Linked DNA regions of Mus musculus: regions 1 and 3 are each linked to region 2. The links are chromatin contacts, called in public HiChIP or PLAC-seq and promoter capture Hi-C maps. All regions are on one chromosome and are shown on one strand. The core of a region is the stretch at or near the end of the contact, and the rest is flanking DNA. Distances in the headings are between cores, read along the strand shown. Region 1 has its middle 16 kb from the start of E330021D16Rik. Region 2 holds the start of H2aj (H2J.A histone). Region 3 overlaps Gm36897 (predicted gene, 36897).

Evidence for each region. Promoter capture Hi-C pulls out the DNA fragments that hold promoters and counts their contacts. HiChIP or PLAC-seq counts read pairs in DNA pulled down with a chosen protein or histone mark.
Region 1: an H3K4me3 HiChIP or PLAC-seq map of the SCID.adh cell line shows a contact between it and region 2, with 5 times the contacts expected there. The contact joins the enhancer-like site here to the promoter of H2aj in region 2. A contact is called at or near these places in 15 of 39 promoter capture datasets (the 3T3-L1 cell line, 3T3-L1-derived adipocytes, the C10 cell line and 7 more), 9 of 484 Hi-C or Micro-C datasets (CD4 T cells, CD8 T cells, adipose-derived mesenchymal stem cells and 5 more), 22 of 115 datasets of contacts at active chromatin or transcription factors (the 230-238 cell line, the HPC-7 cell line, the NIH/3T3 cell line and 16 more) and 3 of 9 other capture datasets (adipose tissue, liver and macrophages).
Region 3: a contact with region 2 is called in a promoter capture Hi-C map of hematopoietic stem and progenitor cells. The contact joins the enhancer-like site here to the promoter of H2aj in region 2. A contact is called at or near these places in 10 of 39 promoter capture datasets (the 3T3-L1 cell line, the HPC-7 cell line, cranial neural crest and 7 more), 24 of 484 Hi-C or Micro-C datasets (B cells, the G1E-ER4 cell line, the HL-1 cell line and 16 more), 15 of 115 datasets of contacts at active chromatin or transcription factors (the SCID.adh cell line, double positive thymocytes, effector CD8 T cells and 10 more) and 2 of 9 other capture datasets (adipose tissue and liver).

The regions. Positions count from the first base shown.
Region 1 is chr6:136,429,711-136,433,014 of GRCm38.p6, forward strand. No RefSeq gene overlaps it. Among named protein-coding and RNA genes, the nearest start is that of E330021D16Rik, 16 kb to the left of the region's middle. Within about 2 kb of position 1,606, at least 34 of the 459 cell types and tissues checked have an H3K27ac peak or open chromatin away from gene starts, as enhancers often do. A contact at or near this core is called in CD8 T cells, the HPC-7 cell line and the SCID.adh cell line, where this site is marked.
Region 2 is chr6:136,806,514-136,809,626 of GRCm38.p6, forward strand. It overlaps H2aj (H2J.A histone), which reads left to right and starts at 1,735. Exons shown (of 1, transcript NM_177688.4): 1 at 1,735-3,113. The coding sequence starts at 1,827. The coding sequence ends at 2,216.
Region 3 is chr6:136,467,276-136,470,433 of GRCm38.p6, forward strand. All of the region lies in intron 1 of Gm36897 (predicted gene, 36897), which reads left to right. Among named protein-coding and RNA genes, the nearest start is that of Gm36897, 5.2 kb to the left of the region's middle. Within about 2 kb of position 1,431, at least 387 of the 459 cell types and tissues checked have an H3K27ac peak or open chromatin away from gene starts, as enhancers often do. A contact at or near this core is called in B cells, the G1E-ER4 cell line, the HL-1 cell line and 31 more, where this site is marked.

The DNA of each region.
Region 1 (3,304 bases), core at 356-2,855, 380 kb before region 2:
GATCAATCAGTTTAAAGGTCACACTGTCCTGCCAATCACATTGTGCCAAATGGCTGCTGCATAGAGAACTGTATAAAGGCTGCACAGGGTCGTTCTTTCTCCCCATGTGCAGGGCAACCCCAACAAGTTGGAACAATAAATTTTTCTTGCTTTTTGCACAGATTCCCGACTCTGCGCCATGCACTCTGGGAGTCCCTGGTAAGCTAAGGCTCACCAGAGTCTTAAACCTGCTGCTCTTTCGGAGAGGAGAGTTCATTTCCCAGACCTCTCAGATACCGGAAGCCCCGGCTCCAGGAGGATTCTGGCTTCCACCTGCACCTGCACACACTTAACAAAGTTACACAGAGACACCAACCTACGTAAAGCAAATCTTTTTTAAAAAAAAAAAAACTTTTATCTAACAGAATAAAGAAAATAGCCGGGCATGGTGGCGCAAGCCTTTAATCCCAGCACTTGGGAGGCAGAGGAAGGCAGATTTCTGAGTTCGATGCCAGCCTGGTCTACAGAGTGAGTTCCAGGACAGCCAGAGCTACACAGAGAAACCCTGTCTCGAAAAACCAAAAAGAAAGAAAGAAAGAAAGAAAGAAAGAAAGAAAGAAAGAAAGAAAGAAAGAAAGAAAGAAAGAAAGAAAGGAAGGAAGGAAGGAAGGAAGGAAGGAAGGAAGGAAGGAAGGAAGGAAGGAAGGAAGGAAGGAAGGAAGAAAGAAAGAAAGCTTTACTAAATCATCGTGCAATATGGGGTTTCTGACATTTCAACGTTTACTTAAAAACAAAAACAAAAAACACTTTTTTTTTGTTACATATTTGGCTCTGAAAGAACTCAGTGGGGAAACCCCCACTCAGCTCCCGATTCGGCGTGCACCCAAGAATCACGAATAGAACACAACACCTTGATGTAACAACAAGAGGTATTTTAATGGCGGAGCTCCGGGTCGAAACGTATCTCACACAACAGGAGACAGTGGATTCGACCACGAGGCTTGGAAGCTAGGGGTTTTTATAGAAAAGGAGTGGGGCTGGGGGAGGAATTGGCGCGGTTTCACATGATTGGTCCATTTAAACATCAGCAGCCTGTAACATTTAACTTAGGTCAGAGGGGTGGGAGATAGGGAGGCGATGGGCCTGCCCAGGCATGTCCTGGTCTGTTCTGCTATGTTCTCAGCCCCAGGTTTCAAAGCTCACAAACAACTCTTTGGGCTATTTGACATACATTACATGAATTACAGTTTTATTTCCTTTCAGCTCCAGGCCTTTGTTTTCTGTTTTCAAGAGCTATGTTATCTGTGTATAAAAACCAAACACAGTAATGCCGAACAGTTTATAATTCTTCACTCTTTACACAAAGGCTACGATGAAGGTTCTAACAGATTCCTCCTTTGTCAAATGTGAAAGGTTCACTCTATGGCAAAATCATAACTACCTTAGTATGAATCCTCTAAAAAAATAAATAAATATACTGAGCCTGAAGCAAAGATTAAGTTCTTGACGTTTGGTTTAGGAGGCATAAGCCTGGGGCAGCCAGCAGCTTGAGTAAGAAGATACAAAACGCACACAAGGCCACACTGCAGCATGCTGGCCCCTGCATCAAAAACCACAAAAAGATGGGTGACAGAAGGCAAACCTTGAGCAACAAGTATTTTAAGAGGAAATGGTGCCCTAGCAGAACCCAAGGAATGGAGAAGGGTTCTTATCTCCCTTCCCCTCTCCCTTTTCACCCCATAAACTTGAGTTTCTGTGTCTGTTGTACCATCTGGCTGCTTGCCAGCCATGCAGGCAGTCAAACCCTCTAATACCCTGTATAGCATTGTATCCAAGCCCAAGAGTGGAGCCATCCCTCCCTGTAATTAAAGTTTATGCTAAATAAATTTCTGGAAAGTCTAGGCCAGGTAATAGGAAGTAGACATAGGCTAATTAAGAAAAAAAAAATATATATATATATAGTAAGGAGGACGGATAGAGATGCACAGGAAGTAGACAGGAGAGATGTTCTGTTGGAAGGAGGTTGTTTGAGACCCGGTGCGAGGGCGCATTTCCAGTGGGTCACCTGCTGAGGAGGAGGGCCCACTGGGGGCTTTCCTGGGGGCTTTCCGTGCCTCTGAGCCAGCAAGCTTTCACCTCAGCATCTGGCTCGGGAGTCTTCGTTAGTAAAAACCGAGCAATTGGGATCTGGGTACAAAATAAATATCATTCCTCTCAGTTTGTTTTTCTTTCCCAATGTACAGAAATTTAAAAGAGACCACTTCATCCCGTTCTCAGAGCTAGTGAGTTCACAAACACAGAAAGCCAGCAGCTCCATCCTCCCCACAGGAGCACCTCTGCCCGTTCTTATCTCTCCTGCAGGCCTCTCCAATCTCAGGAATTCCAGAGCAAGGGTCAACGGCCCTCGGGATGCCTGGTACCACAGTAAGTTTCTTTAGCCATCACAAGGGAATTAATTATAAATTATTATACGGGTCCGAGCACTCGAGAGTAAGTGTCACTAGAGTGGGCAATAATACAGTGCTATCAGGTTAGGGCTGGCTGGCACCCCCTACAACCTGTTCAATTCTTTTCTTTTCTTTTCTTTTCCTTTCTTTCTTCCTTTCTCTCTCTCTCTCTTTCTTTCTTTCTTTCTTTCTTTCTTTCTTTCTTAATATACTGACTTGTGTGTGTGCTTTTAAATCTTAGGTATGAAAAAAAATATTTTTCACATTGCAAACTTCTTCTCTGACCCTGGATTATATGTCCAATTAGTCTATGGCATCTTGATAAGGACGAGTTAATTCTAATATAATCAAAAATCTTAATTACTCCAGTGTTTTATTGGAAATGATTACTAAAACCTATCAACTATTTCTTCAAAACAGCTGACTTTTAAAAAATTTATTAATGACTATCTTGATAGTTCTGCTCTTGAACTGTCCTTGAATTCAATAACAAGTCTTAAAACTTAGCAAATCTTTATTATGGATACCTAATTATGAACTAGTTGATTATATTTACTAGTAATTTATTTAATTTCCATACTGGAGTTGACTTTTGCAGTGTCTTTATCAGGGCTGATATTTAATTTAGCTAAAATCCAAAAGTGCATGAGACTGAAGGGATGTTTCAGTATTTAAGAGCCCTGGCTGCTCTGGCAGAGAACCCAGGCTAGGTTCCTAGCACACAGGTAGTGGCTCACACCATCTGTAACTTTCAGAGGATCCAATGTCCCCTTCCACCCTCTTTGGACACCGCTTGTCTGTGGTACACGGACACATTCAGGCAAAACACCCGTACACATAAAATAAAAATAAATAACTCTTTAAAATAAGAGGAAGCC
Region 2 (3,113 bases), core at 485-2,984:
CCAGTGTCTTGGCCTAAGAGTAATCTAAAGTCTCGATGGAGCACCAAGTGACAACCTCCAGCAGGCAGGCAGGCAGAGGCGAAGGGTCCTCCCCTCTGGAATCCAGTGGTTCTTCTCCGGCTCATACACAGCCCCAGAGCCACGTAATGTTAATATCCTATCAGATTCATCCATGCTATCCACAAGGACTGCATTCCTGCCTAGTCTGTGACTATGGCCTCGAGGCCCTGAGAAGGAAGGGACTGTCCCCAGGAGCAGCAACAGTGTCCAAAGACCAGCCTCATGTGGTATAGGTAGGACAGGCCAAAGAACCAGCTTTTGTCCCAGGCTGGTGGCTGCACACAACTTTAATCCCAGCATTAGGGAGGCAGGCAGATCTCTGAGTTGAAGGCCAGCCTGGTTTTTATAGTGAGTTCCACGGCTGCCAGGGCTACAGGAAGAAAAGTCTCAAAAACTAAAACAAATAGAAAACCTACAAAGCTTCTTTTGCAGCTAGCTCTCCAGGTGGGTGTGTCAAGGAGCAGATGACGAAAGCTCGTTCTAGGAGGGCAGAATTCAGCCAAGGAGCTATGGCTGAGCCGGAATTGCTGTGGCACTCACAAGCACAGACCCTGGAGTCAGATAGTCAGATTTGAAAGTCGCCCCTGGCTATACTGGAGACTAATTTCCATGAGTATGGTATGAGGGAACAGAGGTGCTCTTCTCTGGGCTTCCGGTTTTTGATTGTTTCCAGGTAGTTTCTCTCTTAGGCCAGGCTCAATTCAAGTTCTCCATACTCCTGCATCAGCTGGGTTTATAGGCACTGAACACCATAGTCTGCTTACTGTTGTATTTTATTTAAAAAAAAAAAAAAAAAGCCGGGGACGTTTGGTGGAGGAGCGTTATTGTGCACGTAGGGGGTAGAGGGGGTGCGGCCCATGCTGAGGTACCAGCCACAGGACGGTATAGTAGTTTATTTAGGGCATGAGGTGAGTTGAGGGGGTAGTAGCGAGAGCGAGAGAGAGAGAGAGAGCGAGAGCGAGAGCGAGAGCGAGAGAGAGAGAGAGAGAGAGAAAAGGCCGAGGGGGTGTGCGGGTGGAGGCCGGCCATGAACACGTGGAGAGAGGGGTAGGGGAATGGGAGAGAAGGGACAGAGGGCTAAGAGAGTAAGAAAGCAAGAGAAAAGTGTGGGTGTGTGTGTGGGGGGGGGCAAGCAGCTTCTTTTACAGTGGGTCAGGCACACCTGGCTGCTGCCAGGTAACTGTGGGGCGGAGCCTAGAAGAAATGCCAACACCATCATTTTTATTTTTTGAGATAAGGTCTCACTTCCTAGCTTGGTCTATAACGCACAAAGTAGCCCAGGCTGTCTTTGTATTGGTAATCCTCCTACTTCAGCTCTTTCTCCCTCCAAAAGCTAGGATTACTGATTTGAACCAAGTATGGCTTTGCTTAACTCCCCGTTTTCGCTGCCCTCCCTCCGTTCCTTCCTTATTAGGCTGGTATGGATCTTGGAATATCTACAGCTGACCTTAGGCTCCGGGCAATCTTGTATCGGCTACCCTAGTGCTGGGATTGCAGACTCGAACCACCCAGTTAACTACATCCTGGCAGCCAATCCCAACAAGTTTGAGGATGCCTGTGAACTATGTAAATTAGGACTAGAAATTTGAGCTTTTGATTGGGAGACATCTGGATGGGCGGGGGCTCTGCTTCCGCGAGCTGATTGGGTACGGTACCTGCCTGTCACGGGCGGCAGCGGCTGCAGTTTGGCGAGGCAGTTCCGGGGTGGCGCGCGTCGTCCCGGAACTGAGCGAGCCGGTGTTGGAGTTCCAGGCGCGGGGTCGAGCATGTCCGGGCGAGGCAAGCAGGGCGGTAAGGTGCGCGCCAAGGCCAAGTCGCGCTCGTCGCGCGCGGGCCTGCAGTTCCCCGTGGGCCGCGTTCACCGGCTGCTGCGGAAGGGCAACTACGCGGAGCGCGTGGGCGCGGGAGCGCCCGTGTACCTGGCGGCGGTGCTGGAGTACCTGACGGCCGAGATCCTGGAGCTGGCGGGCAACGCGGCGAGGGACAACAAGAAGACGCGCATCATCCCTCGTCACCTGCAGCTGGCCATCCGCAACGACGAGGAGCTCAACAAGCTGCTGGGCCGTGTGACCATCGCGCAGGGCGGCGTCCTGCCCAATATCCAGGCCGTGCTGCTGCCCAAGAAGACGGAGAGCCAGAAGGTGAAGAGCAAGTGAACCCGACAGACGGGTGCAGAGCCCGCCCGCCACAGTCCGCAGCCAATAAAGTCGGTGAAAAGCGAGTAATCTAGAGAGCTGTGTAGTCGCGGGACCGAGGGGGTGTTGGGTGGGGACGAGTTCCAACTTTGAGCGTGACGCAGGCCACCTGTGTGGCCATGTGCGAGCCGGAGGAACCCAGCGGGTGGATTGGGAGAGCCCCGTCGCATCACCGTGGGCAGGAGAAGCGGACCTAGTGCCCAGAGGCTACTCTGGAATTGGCTTTGCCTAACTCCCCAGTCTTAGGGAAAAGTGGTAGGGAAGGTGTTGCGAGCTGTGAACAAGAAGTTGCCTCGCTTGTCATACATAGGAAGGTTGAGCTATATGTACCCTAGCCATTTGGAAAAGACAGGAACTTGGGATCCTTGGTGGGTGCTAGTTATTTATGGTAGTATTTAAGCTAATAGATGTTACGTATTCGTGATCTGAATGCCAGCCATCTTCACATTGCACACTTGTGTTCAATATTCTTTATAATGAAGTAACTTGTGCAATACGGAAGTGAGTCACGAAGTTTGCGCTCTGGATGGTGTTGCGTAACAGCGGGGCCCTCGGTCTTAAGTAGTGTATGTTTAGCAGCTCCTAAAATGATCTTCTCTTGGTGCTTGCGGTGGTGTTACCCCTCATCCCTGCATTTGGGAAGTAGAACGCCTTTCGTGGCTAGATAGCGAGTTTGTGGCCGTTTCTGAACTACATTAGACCGTGTCTCAAAATATGTTTCTGTCTCCCCTCGAGTTTTAGCTGCATGGCAGCCTCTTATCCAGCACTGATTCTGAGAATCAGCCTGATTTTACTTAAAAGCAAAACCGATTTTTTTTTTTTTTTTTTAGGGGTGACTGTTAGCTTTCCTGGGATCAG
Region 3 (3,158 bases), core at 181-2,680, 340 kb before region 2:
GGCTGTTCCCAGCCCTTGACTCCGGATTTAGGGCTAAACTTTAACTAATTAATTTATAGTTAATCCCATGAACTATTATAGAAGCATTTCAAATGCCATGCATAGGAATAAGAAGAGATGCATATGAAACAGGCAGAATGAAGCATCCTCAGCTAGGCGGCCAGGCATTTTGGGTTTGGACAAGAAACTGCTCAGCAGCTTTCTGACAGCTTCACACACTACCTGAACTGGCCAGCAGAGGGCGACGAGGGAGCCGTCAGACACAACATGGAGCCACACCCAGATCATGGTTGCTTTTTCTAGTGTCTCTTCCGGAGTTCTCAAAAAAACTCGAAATAAGAAATTCTTGTCAAAGAAAAAAGAATGAGAGAAATCGAGACGATCTTTTTATTGAGATAATAGCATAAACATACGACTACTGGGCATTTTCAAGTGGACAAACCTGGGGGAATTTCACTTCAGCATCATGCTACATGCCTGTCTAATCCCAGACATAAGAAACGCCTGCGTGTGATATAGCTAAAATTCACAAATCTCTCAGCAGTGTTTTGACCTGAATCTGTCACATCCCCACTTTGCCCCTACCCACATTCTGGGAAGAATCCTGCTCTTCCCTCACCCGGCAACCCCCAGTCAGCCTCCTGTATCTTACAGTTCACACCATCTGATCCAGGGGTAAAGTTACAACTGGAAAAACAAACCCATCTGCGTCCTTCAGTTCTTCCTCTGGCACGTCTACAGTTGCGGAAGGCAGTGAGCACAGATACTGTTCCCCAGCTCTGAATGGTAATAAAAATTATCAAATTCTTTTACCTTACAGTTAATGAAATGGAAATGAGCAATGAACTCTACCCAAAACCTTAAGTCAGTGATGAGAAATGTAGTTGTTTCTGGGCCTGTCTGAGCATCATTTGAAGCGCACCATGTTAACTGATAAGATAACAACTCAGAAATAACTAATATCATAAAGCCAAAAGGCTTACAACCTAGATCCATTAAAAAAAAAAGAATTTAATTTAATCTACTTCATAGTTTTTTTGTTTTGTTTTGTTTTGGGGGGGTTGTTTGTTTTGTTTTTTAAGAAAAAGGGAATGGGGGTGGGGTGGGTGGGAGATTGTTGTAGGACACTGGATTGAGGGAGGGCGGGAGGTGTAGAGAATGGGGCGGTTCCGCCCTAACAAAGAGGCAGAAACTGTGTCTCAACAGCCACCAAATCCAGTTCAGGGCGGTTTGAGCCAGTTTCTGAGCTGGATTGAGAACAACAGCCACAGGCTGAGACTTCACTAGGGTGAAATGGAAAATCTAGCATGGATTTTACAGACAGACCTGAACTGGACGGGGACTTGCTGGAACCTAAACCCAGTTCCTGGGGTGGCAAAGTCAGATGAAATACCAGGCCTGGTGCCGGATCGGTTGCATATCATCGCAGAGAAAGTTCAGAGTCGGGACTCTCTGTTGAGATCCGGTCCACATTTTCCCTCCTGCTGCTTCTGACTGTAGCTGGTGAGGGAAAAAGGGCCCCAGGATATCAGTTTTCAGAGAGCTGGCCAAGGCCTTGGGGGGAGGGGAGGACTTTGCGGCCTGGTTTATTGCCTGTGCTGGAGAGTGGGGGCGGGGAGGGAGGTAGGAGGGTCTGAAACACTGAGAGGAGCACTTCACACCCTGCATGCAGTTCACACCATTTTCCAACACCTATGTTTGCATATCTTTGCAAAGCACAAAACACACAACCCCCCCATGCCTATGGTACACCCGGCTAACAATTGGATGACAACATCTTCTGCCCCAGGCGTTGACAATGCATGTGCCCAGTTGGGCCAAAGTGCTCTCCTTCTGTGTCCCCAAATACACACATGCTGTACACACCTCAACTCAAAGCAACAGCAATCTCAGACGACACTGGAATGATGGTTAAGTCTTTGACCGGCTCCCCTCCCCCAGCTGGTTGTCCAGCAGCCCCCAGGGTGAGCGACTCCAGGAGCAGCTGCCACCCAGTTGAACCGGATGTCGTCCAGTGTGCACTTCCTAAGGCCACACAGGGGTCAGAGGATTCCCAGACAGCTACCACCCCTCCACCTTAAAAATCTCCCAGGACTTTGAGGAGTTCTAGAACCTAGACAAAGCCCAGGTCAGTCTCGTTTGGAAAGGAGGAGGAGGAGTGTGGAACCTCTCCTCTTGAATGTCCCCAAATGGTTGGAATCTTTCAGGGTCAGCAAGGGAGCACCTGGAGTCTTAGAAGCCAGTCTGCTCTGGGAATGGGGGAGGGGAGTTCCTTTGGTGTGTCTGTGGGTGTTGAGACGTTGAGGGAGAAGACTGGGAGACCCAGGGCTGAAATGTCGACATGCCATTCCTTCTGTTACTCTTAGACATCTGGAGAGACGGTTGGAACCCAGCCTACTTTGCATTATTTATGTGTGACCTTTGAAGCAGGGGACGCTTGTTACTGGCAGGCATTCTCTATCTGTTGCTTATTGCACAAGTATTGACTAAGTCCTTACATAGAAATGGCAGTATCAAGTGCGCCGGTATGGACCCTATTTGTTTGTATGGTTGTTGCTTGGCAAAGAGGTGGCTGACTTTACGGAGAGCAGCACTTTTATGTGACGATGTAGTAACCCACAAAAGAGATTAGCAGGAGAAATCATTAGAAGCCCCACACAGTACCATGCATTTCATATCTTACATGAGCCTAGCCACTGTACATCCCTGAGAGCGAACGGCATTGCTGTTCCCATTTTAGAGATGAGAAAAATAAAGTTCGAAAGGATCAGGTAGTGTTACTGATCTATAAAACCTGTCAGAGAAAGATATTGGCTCCAAAATCCGTTCTTTTAACCTGACTCTATGCCGCCATCATGGTGTCAAATGCTTGCCAGCATTTCTAAAGCGCCTACTGTGTGACAACCTACTCTGGGTGGAAGACACGGTCCTGGTGACGCTGATGAGAAGATGGTCCCTGCCTTCAGCAAGCTTTCAATCTACTGACTTTTGTTCCAAGAAAATCTCGGGCCTGGCAAGCGCAGGGCTTTATTTTCGGACTCAAAGGCCATCTGGGAAACTTGAACTTCCCAGCATTCCCGTGCAGTGCTGGGTGTGGGGAGGCCTGGAAACCGGGAGTGACCTGGTAACAGCAGGCACCAGACAGGCTAACAGCCTGG